Regions from separate parts of the Sus scrofa genome. Here region 2 is linked to region 1. A link is a contact called in public Hi-C data. All regions are on one chromosome and are shown on one strand. The core of a region is the stretch at or near the end of the contact, and the rest is flanking DNA. Distances in the headings are between cores, read along the strand shown.

The links. A called contact is a pair of places that touch in the nucleus more often than the background predicts.
Region 2: a Hi-C map of liver shows a contact between it and region 1, with 3 times the contacts expected there. The contact joins the promoter of PPP3CB here to the promoter of CFAP70 in region 1. A contact is called at or near these places in 2 of 47 Hi-C or Micro-C datasets (heart right ventricle and liver) and 1 of 2 datasets of contacts at active chromatin or transcription factors (alveolar macrophages).

The regions. Positions count from the first base shown.
Region 1 is chr14:76,196,964-76,201,897 of Sscrofa11.1, reverse strand. It overlaps CFAP70 (cilia- and flagella-associated protein 70), which reads left to right and starts at 2,000. Exons shown (of 27, transcript XM_013983341.2): 1 at 2,000-3,365.
Region 2 is chr14:76,302,556-76,307,289 of Sscrofa11.1, reverse strand. PPP3CB (serine/threonine-protein phosphatase 2B catalytic subunit beta isoform) reads left to right here and starts at 1,945. Exons shown (of 23, transcript XM_021072583.1): 1 at 1,945-2,159. The coding sequence starts at 2,075. LOC110256628 (a long non-coding RNA gene) reads right to left here. Exons shown (of 2, transcript XR_002338398.1): 1 at 2,147-4,734. It overlaps USP54 (inactive ubiquitin carboxyl-terminal hydrolase 54), which reads left to right. Exons shown (of 25, transcript XM_021072539.1): 25 at 1-67.

The DNA.
Region 1 (4,934 bases), core at 751-3,250:
AATATTTGAATGCCTTTCCTTATAAGGATTATAGGAAATTCAGAGTGGCACCTGTGTAAGCATTCTCTAGGAAAATAACACTATAACACAAAGTTATGCCATCTGTCACCCCAAGTCTAATAAGGATTAATTATGTTTAAGGAAGTGACACCTGTGACTTATCCTTGATTGCCTAGGCCTTGAAACAAAATACTTAGTAGATCAAGATCATGAGTGATTTAGAGCAGTTCCCTAGCAAAGACTTTGTCCTAAGTCTAGCTTATTATGTGGAAAAAGTATGTTGTACACAAGGTAGGATGGCTATCTCAGTGCAAATTCACTCACAACGCTCACTTGGGAAAAAAATCCAGAGATAAATGCCTTACTCAATTGTTCCATAGTTTTATTTTGAGATGTTTTTATTATTTATAACGTTGCAACTTAAAAAAATCTTTCTCTTGGTTTTTTATTTTATTTTATTTTATGTTTTGCCCTTTTGCCTTTTCTATGGCCGCTCCTGCAGCATGTGGAGATTCCCAGGCTAGGGGTCCAATCTGAGCTGTAGCCGCTGGCCTACGCCAGAGCCACAGCAACGCGGGATCCGAGCCGCATCTGCAGCCTACACCACAGCTCACGGCAACGCCAGGTCCTTAACCCACTGAGCAAGGCCAGGGATCAAACCTGTGACCTCATGGTTCCTAGTCAGATTCGTTAACCACTGTGCCACGACGGGAATTCCTCTCTTAGTTTTTTAAATTTTTATATATTCATTAGCAGAAATACAATTTATTTTTAAAAACTTGGCTCTAGTAACCATATCCTAAGCAAGGAATTTCCATGGAGAATTGTGTGTGTGTGTGTGTATAGTTTAATCATTTGTTTTGAAATAATTTCAAATGTATAGAAAGTTGCCAGAACAGTGCAAAGAACTCCCATTTCCTCGTCACCCAGATTCTCATCTAGTTCATATTAGGTTACTGCTTCATTACTCACTCTGTGTGTGTGTGTGTGTGTGCATGTGCATAGATCCCTAGTTATCAGTCTTTTTCTGGAACTTTTGAGGGCTGAGACGGAAACTGAAGGCATGATATCTCATCACTCCAGTAGGTATTTTCCCCTAAACAGGGACACTCTCCTACATAACAGCAAACAAAGTACCACATCAGGAAATCAATATTGGTCCAATATTACCACCCAATCTACTGATCCCATTCAAATTCCATCCGATGTCCCAATAATGTCTCTTTTCCTTCCTGGACCAACATGTTATACAGGAATACATATTGCATTTAGTTGTCATGTATCTTTAAACTCCTTTAATCTAGAAGTGCTGCTAATCTTCCCTGGCCTCGACAGTTTTATTAAAGAATACAGGCCTTGGAGTTCCTGCTGTAGGGTGGTGGGTTAAGAATCTCACTGCTGCAGCTTGGATCGCTGCTGAGGCACAGGTTCTATCCCCAGCCCAGCCATGCGTGTGGCCATAAAAACATTAAAAAATCCAAAGAGTACAGGCCTTACTTTCTATAGAATGGCCTATAACCTGGGTCCCCCTGATTATAGGAACACCACAACATATTTTGCTTTTCCCAGTGAGTCTCATCAGGAGGAATGAAATGTAGACTCCTGACACTGGTGTTTTAACCCTCATCGCTTGGTAGTGTTGGTTTCTTAATGTCACAGTTTTCCCCTTTGTAATCCATTAGTATTCCAAAATCATGCCAATATCTTATTCCTCATCAAGCCTCTACACACCAACCTTAGCATTGAAGACTCCTGCCTGAGTCATACCATACACTTCTGTAGTTGGTGCAAAATGGTAATTCTCTGTGTCAATTCCTCTCAATTACTGAGTTGGCATTCTACTGTTAGAGCTTTCCTTTCTCTCATTTTTATTTTTTAAATTACTCAATGGATTTTATTACATTTATAGTTGTACAACCATCATCAGAACCCAGTTTTATTGCATTTCCATCCCAAACCCCCAGCACATCCCCCGACCCCCCAACCTGTCTCATTTGGAAACAATGTTTTTCAAAATCTGTGAGTCAGTATCTGTTCTGCAAAGAAGTTCATTGTGTCCTTTTTCTAAGATTCCACATGTAAGTGATAATATACGATGTCAGTGCTGACTTCACTTAGTATCATTGTCTATTTTGAAGCTCAAATTATCTCTGATTTGGCCAACATTTTAAAGTATGTATATTGCTAAGATTCATCCATCCATGTTGTAAGTAGCTGTAGTTCATTCCTTTGTTTTGTAATATGCTATTCTGGAATATATATCAGTGTATTCATCCATTCTTATGTTGGGCTGTTTCCAGGTTTGGCTTTTGCGTGTATGCGTGTGCTTTTTTTAAGGCCGAATTGGCGGCGTATGAAGGTTCCCAGGCCAGAGGTCTAATCCGAGCTGCAGCGTCCAGCTTACACCACAGCTCAGGACAACAGAGGATCCTTAACCCACGGAGCAAAACCAGGGACTAAACCTGTGTCCTCTTGTATGCTAGTCATATTCCTTAACCACTAAGCCACGACGGGAACTCCTGTTTCTAGGTTTTTGCTATTATATTTTGCCATTCCTACTCTAAAGTAACGCTGAAATTCAAATATATTAAAGTTTTGCATTAACGTCACATACTTCAATTCTGCTTATTGTAAATACTGAGCACTAAAAGCAACATAGTTTTGCATTATCACCGTGAATGATAGCCAAGCTCACTTTTAAAATACTGTCTTTCTGCATTTTTTACAGAAAAAAGATTTTAATGACCTGTTTTTAAAAATCGTTTCATAAAGGCTTTTATCTTTAAATAAATTTCCTTTTGGTTTTTATCCTTATTTATTGAGGAAAAACTGGGAAAAAAAGAAGTGGATAAAGCAAAATTGAAAGGTAGAAAACCTTGAAGTTAACCAAAACTTTCGCTAAAAGAAAGGGTCATCCTCAGAAGAACGAGGGAATCGCTCCAGGTCTGGACGAAGCGTTGAGGCGCACTCGTAGGTCCGTGGGTGCGGACGTAGTTCTAGAGCGCAGGCGCGGGAACTCGTCTTGCACCGCCTCTCGTTTACCTCCCAGACAATGTTATCGCGAGTCTTGGGATAAACTTGTGGTCAGTACAAGTTCTCGCGAGAGGCAGTTGGTTGCTATAGTTACGAAAAACAAGTTTGTGTCGATCTAAGAGCGCTCTCACTTGTTAGAAAAGTGTCTCTTCCCCGCCTCCGCATCTCGGACTTTTCTTTTCAACTTTGGGCCAGACTGAAAGGCGGAGACCACATCCCAGCACGACTGCACTGCCGGACCCCCGGCTAAGCGAGGACTCCCGCCAACCCAGGCCTCCCACCCGAAGCCAGACTTAGACCCCGCTTCCCACTTTGCGCCGAGATCCCCCGCAGTAAGCGCAGACCGGGCCCCTGCTCACAGACCACCCTCCAGTCACAGCATCGCCTTCATCTAACTCATTTCTTTTTTTTTTTGTCTTTTCTAGGACCGCACCCGCGGCATATGGAGGAACCTCCAGGCTAGGGGTCGGAGAGGGAAGAGGAGCTGTAGCCGCCGGCCTACGCCACAGCCACAGCAACACGGGATCCAAGAAGCATCTGCGACTTACACCACAGCTCACGGCAACACCGGATCCTTAACCCACTGAGCAAGGCCAGGGATGAACCCGCAACCTCATGGTTCCTAGTCGGATTCGTTAACCACTGAGCCACTACGGGAACTCCAATCTAACTCATTTCTTTCTTTTCTTTTTTCTTTTTCTTTTTCTTTTTTTTTTTTTGTCTTTTTGCCACTTTTAGGGCCGCTCCCATGGCATATGGAGGTTCCCAGGCTAGGGGTCCAAGCGGAGCTGTAGCCGCCGGCCTACGCCAGAGCCACAGCAACGCAGGATCCGAGCCGCGTCTGCGACCTACACCACAGCTCACGGCAACGCCGGATCGTTAACCCACTGAGCAAGGCCAGGGATTGAACCCGCAACCTCATGGTTCCTAGTCGGAGTCTTTAACCACTGAGCCACTACGGGAATTCCAATCTAACTCATTTCTAATTTGATCTCCCCCATCTGCTTCTGAGCAGATACTAAGAAACCCATGCCTTGTTTGTGGCAAGAGGACCCCCTTTCTGACTGCCCTGACTAGAACGTGTAACTGGCCAGGCTTCTTGAACTCATTGTTCAACAGATACACCACTAATGCCTCTTGCGGACAAGGCATAGTGCCGGGCACTCAGTGGCTGCAAAAATGTATGACAGATTACTTATTTTTAAGGGAGTAGTTGAGCATTAAGAAAAAGTTGTGCGTATTAGTAACACCATTTGTTTGGTGCTTCATAGGTTAAGCAGTTTTACTCTTTTAGGGATATTCGCAACAAATGTGAAACAGGTCCATTTTATAGAAGGTGAAATTCAGGCTCAGTGAGGTGAAATTGGCTTTCCTCTAAGGTCAGGCTAGTGAAGGCCTAATTTACATGCTGCTATTGAAAAGGAAAAAAGACTCATGCAAAAAGTCATTTCAAATGTTAGCTTAATAAGAAAATTGTCAAGGCCTAAGTCCTGAATAAGCCTGGAGACGTAGAATTGAACAAGTGATCTGAGACTTTTAGGTAACCCAGAAAATTAGACTGTCACTGGAAAGAGAATACTAATAATGTCTGGAGCATCAAGATATCACCTCTTTTGTACCACTGGTCCTAGACACACTTAACATAGTATATCCTAAGTAAATGTTTGAATTGTATTAAGCACCATTTTGAATTGAGTCAGAAAACATGACTTTTTTTTTTTTTGACCATGGCACAGTATGTGGATGTGCTGGTCCAGGGATTGAACCTATGCCACAGCACTGACCGAACCATAGCAGTAACAATGCCAGGTCCTTTAACTGCTAGGCCACCAGGAAACTCCTATTTCCTTTCTTAACAGCTGTACAATCTGTTTTTGAAATTATATCCTCAGCTTCGTAAG
Region 2 (4,734 bases), core at 696-3,195, 110 kb before region 1:
TAGGGTCAAACATACTGTTTTTGTAAAGTATTTTTCATTAATAAATCTATGAGATAGTTCTATTTAATTTCTTGTCATTTAATTGTCTATTTAATGCCTTTTATATACTCTCAATTTTTTATTTTGGGGTGGGAGGCCTGGAGAAGCCAGAAATACCAATTCGAAGTGGCCTGGGGCTCTCAGAGAGAGCCATGACACAAAGATATCTATCTGTGATTGACAGTGAGGAGCCAAAAAGGAGCTGAAGGATATTTGAAGGGTGTATATTCAAGGTAGGAGTCAATGGGACCTAATATAGACTGACTTTCCCTATTACTAATTATTATTTTTTGCTTTTTAGGGCCACACCCGCAGCATACGGAGGTTCCCAGGCTAGGGGTCGAATTGGAGCTATAGCTGCTGGCCTATACCACAGCCACAGCAATGCAGGATTTGAGATGCATTTGTGACCTACACCACAGCTCACGACAACACCGGATCCTTAACCCTCTGAGTGAGGGTGGGGATCAAGCCTGCAACCTCATGGTTCCTAGTCGGATTTATTTCCGCTGTGCCGCAATGGGAACTCCTTGTTATTACTGCTATCAGTGTATTTTCTATCCCTTTTCTGCCAAGAGGCACTCAACACATTACACACTTTTTCCTCCCCTCCTTGGGTAGATTTTCTGGGGATTCAAACTCCTCTTACAAACTTACTCCTTATCTTTATACTCTTGGGCCCTTCTTCTACAAGTTTGTGATGTGCCTCTTATCCCTTCCTTGATCTCTTCCCATGGCTACCCCTTCCCTTCCCCTATAGGATTATTGCACTTTCATACCAGAAAGATCCATTTTCACCCTGCCTCACTCCCAAATTTATCTACCTCTTAGAAATATCTTGTGGGCTCCCTTTGCAAAGAATACTCACTGGGCATTTCTCTTCTCTTTTACCTCAGGTCTCAGAATCATTGAGACCTAATAAAACGAAGAGGTAGAAAGGTGCTCTTTGACATCTCTGGACAACTGTTTACCTAATTATTAAACATTATGAACATAAGCCCATGCAGTCTTGAGCAGGAGGATGGGCAGGAATTTCTCACGCTAAAGCTTGGATCCTATGTCATCAAGATTATATAGATCTTACTGGACATGCTGGTCTCTGTTCATGATTCAGTACCTCTACTGGAGTCATACGCACACTCTTCATCTAATAATTGTTGCTTGAAGAGTTGGTTCCTGTCCCACTACTCCCTTCTCCATGAATATCTGTCTCTATAAAATTTCCGAAAGTCCTGAGCCCACATTTCTGTATGTATGCACAGAAATACTCTGAGGTTTTTCTAATGAGGAACTAATTTCCTATTTACGCCTCTGTCTTAAAAATCTCTATTTTCTAAATGAATCAAGAGGGAAGCTGTCCTTTTCCGGTGAATTCTGTAGACCCTTTGAACATCTCCTGGTGTCATCCCTTCCTTTCCTCCTGTTTTGACTCAACCCTCGGAGCCTCGTCTGCTGTGGCTGCATTTTTATTCCATGCCTTCCCACTCTTGGCAGTTCCAGCCTATAAACACAGGGTCAGATTCTCTCTCAAACTCCATTTTGAACGCTTGCTTTGCTGTAGAACCTACAAAGCTTCCTCTATTTCTCCTGTCTCTTACCAACCAAAGTACGCAGATCTGGTGGCCAAATTGTTATACGTTTGTTTCTCTATTACTAAGAGATTCTAAGGTTTGATTACGTCTCCCCATATTATTGGAAGCTCCATGAAAGCTGGTGATCCCAAGCACTCATTCACCCCAGCAACTAGCTATAGACAGCAGGTCCTCTCCCTTCTCTTTTATTTCTGCCTGCCCAGAATTTTAACCTGATCCCTTAGCCTCGTCCTGTTTCTCTCCTAGCCTCAGTAATTTTGCCCAAGTCCCTAGAGCCTGCTCCGCCCCCGCCCCCGCACGCGCGGTGCATGCCGGTCTTAGCCCCTCTGTAGGGAAAGAGGGTCCGCCATGTTCCCCGGCGGCGCCGCCGCTTGGCTCTGGTAGCCGCCGCCCCCGCCCCCAACCCCGCCCGGCCCAGCGCCTAGCCGAGCCCCGGGCCCAGCATGGCCGCCCCGGAGCCGGCCCGGGCTGCACCGCCCCCACCCCCGCCCCCGCCGCCCCCTCCCGGGGCTGACCGCGTCGTCAAAGGTGAGAGGTGGACGAAGCCCTGGGGGCCTGGCCTGAGGAGCTGTTGAGGGCGGGCGGGAGACCGTCCCCTCCGGAGCGGGCCCGGAAGGGCGGGCGAGTGACTGGCTGCCTCCCTTGGGGAGTGGCCCCTGGGCGGGCCCCTGCTGGGCTGGGCTGTGGCTCCGAGGTCTCTCGCTTGCCTTGAGGCCGAGGCGGGGGTTTCGCTCTCGAGGTCTCTTAGCTGAAGGGGTGAGGCTACTAGTCGCAGTGAACCCCTTTCTTTTCCAACTCGGCCTGTCAAAGCGGCCCAGAGGCCGCGATTAGCTTCCTGCACCGCGACAGCTGCACGCCTGGCTTGCCGGGCCGGACCGAGGGGTTCGGAGACCTTCAGCCACGCGGGGCTGGGCGATGAGCAGTCAGAAATCACCTCGGCTTTGGCCCACGCCTGCTCCCCAGTGACAGCAGTCCGCCCTCTTCGCGCCTAGTTAGCGCCAGCCGCAGGCTTCGCGCTCGGCCCTCTGGTGTCACCCCGCGCGGAAATTAAGGGAACTATATGGGATTGGACAGGGTGAAGGGACGGGCCAGAATGTGGGGGCCCCAGGCTTGACGTGCAGGATAGATGGGAAAAAAAGGCAGCTTCAAAGAAAAAGCCTCGTGCATAGGAAGAAACATTTGCTTAGAAAACCGTCAACATTCTTTGGTCAAAAACCAAAAAGGGTTACCCCTTCCCTGCAGACAGACACCCACACACTCCCCTTAGAAGAAAAAGTTAGATATTTATCGGCTGGGGCAAGATTTATGGATGTTTAAAGACCACAGGTCAGCAGATTCATTTAAAAGAGAAATTGAGGGCTAATTGAGAGTCGCTTGAGATCTCCATACTCTCTGGGAAAGCCCATCAACTTCAAATACTGCTGTGGAGATGAAAAACAATTTGAAATGATTTTTCTTACCATGTAGCTTGGTCAATAAATTAAAATCATTTTAGAATAAAGTTTTCTCTATTGTATCACGTTTACTTTTGAAACAGATACTTCTATTTGTTTTATTTCATTAAGCTTCTCAAATATTCTGGCACAATGTTTAAACACTGTTAGCCCAGTTTTGGAAATCTGACCAGACATATTTCCATTAAAATATTTAAAAACAAGAAAAACTTTTTCCTTGGTGTTTTTTTTAATTTTTTTTTTCTCTCCAATTTGAGCTTCCTTTAGTAATAACACTGGTTTGTATCTAGTCTTATGTGGATAAAATGAAAAACTTAGTAGTAGTATGTCTTTTCTGGCCAGGCATTGGAATGAGCTCAATAAAGAGTTTATGGAATCCTTGTCCTGAGAAATCTTTTTAAAAAAGAGAAAAAAGGAGTTCCCTTTTGGCCTAGCGGGTTAAGGATCCAGCGTTGTCACTTTCGTGGCTTGGGCTCAGTGCCTGGTCAGGAACTTTTACATTTGGTGGGTGCAGCCTGCCCCGCAACCAAAAAAAAAAAAAGACGAAAGATTGGTGGTTCAGGTGCTCATCCTGTCCTGAAATCCTGACTTTTTAGGGGGTGGGACTAGGAGACATGGGCTCCTTCTTCATTTTTGACTGTATACCTGTGCTGTATTAATTTCCCTGGACGCTTTTGACCCTACTCTTAGGTAGGACAACCAGTCACATTCCTGAACAGTGAGTTTATGCTATTGTTATGCTTGTGAATCTTCTTGTTTCTTGTCATGTATGTAGTAATGTTTCCCCTGTACAGTGAAAATAAGATTCCAAACATAAGCATGTTCCTTAGTGGTGAGTTGTAAATGAAGACACTTGTATTTGCAGTTTATTGGTGTGAAATAAGTCATTTGGCTTAGGTAAGTAGGAGTTTGTTGGTATAGAAAATCATAGTTTAGTAAAGCTTATGGATATATGATCTCATGTGCTTAGTAGTATATTCTCCAAGACAGCTTTCATTTCTTGATGGAATCGTTAGCCAGTTAGATTGTGCAGCAGACCAGTTTGCACCCTCATGGAATCTCTGACTTCCTTGGAGGTTACTGGGAAACTTACCTTTCATACAGAAATCTGCTCTTAGATTTCATCTTCAAGCTTCTTGTCTTTGTCATTCAGTAATTATACTACACTGTTGCATTTGATGACAGGTAACAGTTTACTGAAGAAATATGATCATAGTGCTAGTTCAGTTTAACTTATTAAAATCCAGATTACTTTTAAGTCCAGTATGCGCTAGTTTTGTATCAGTATTACTTCATAGTAGTGATGTTATGGAGAACATCTTTGATGTTGAATACATGTGGTCTTTTACTCCTTGAAACTTTTCCTTGTTGTCTCATTTTTATGCTTTTACACTTCTAGTTAGGAGGCCCATAGTTTATGGTCACATAGATTTTGAAGGGGAAATAGATACTTCTGTGTTTAATATCAGATGTCTGAAACTCACTTCATGTGAAGTTCGAGATCTTGGAATGCTGTAGGTGATTCATGTATAAATTATCCACTGAAATTGTTAGTGGTAATTCCATATCCCAGATTATGGGTGATTAGGTTTCCTGATTATAAATAAAGCATTTCAGTTTTGTGCCTATCCAGCTACTGGCTCTGGTCA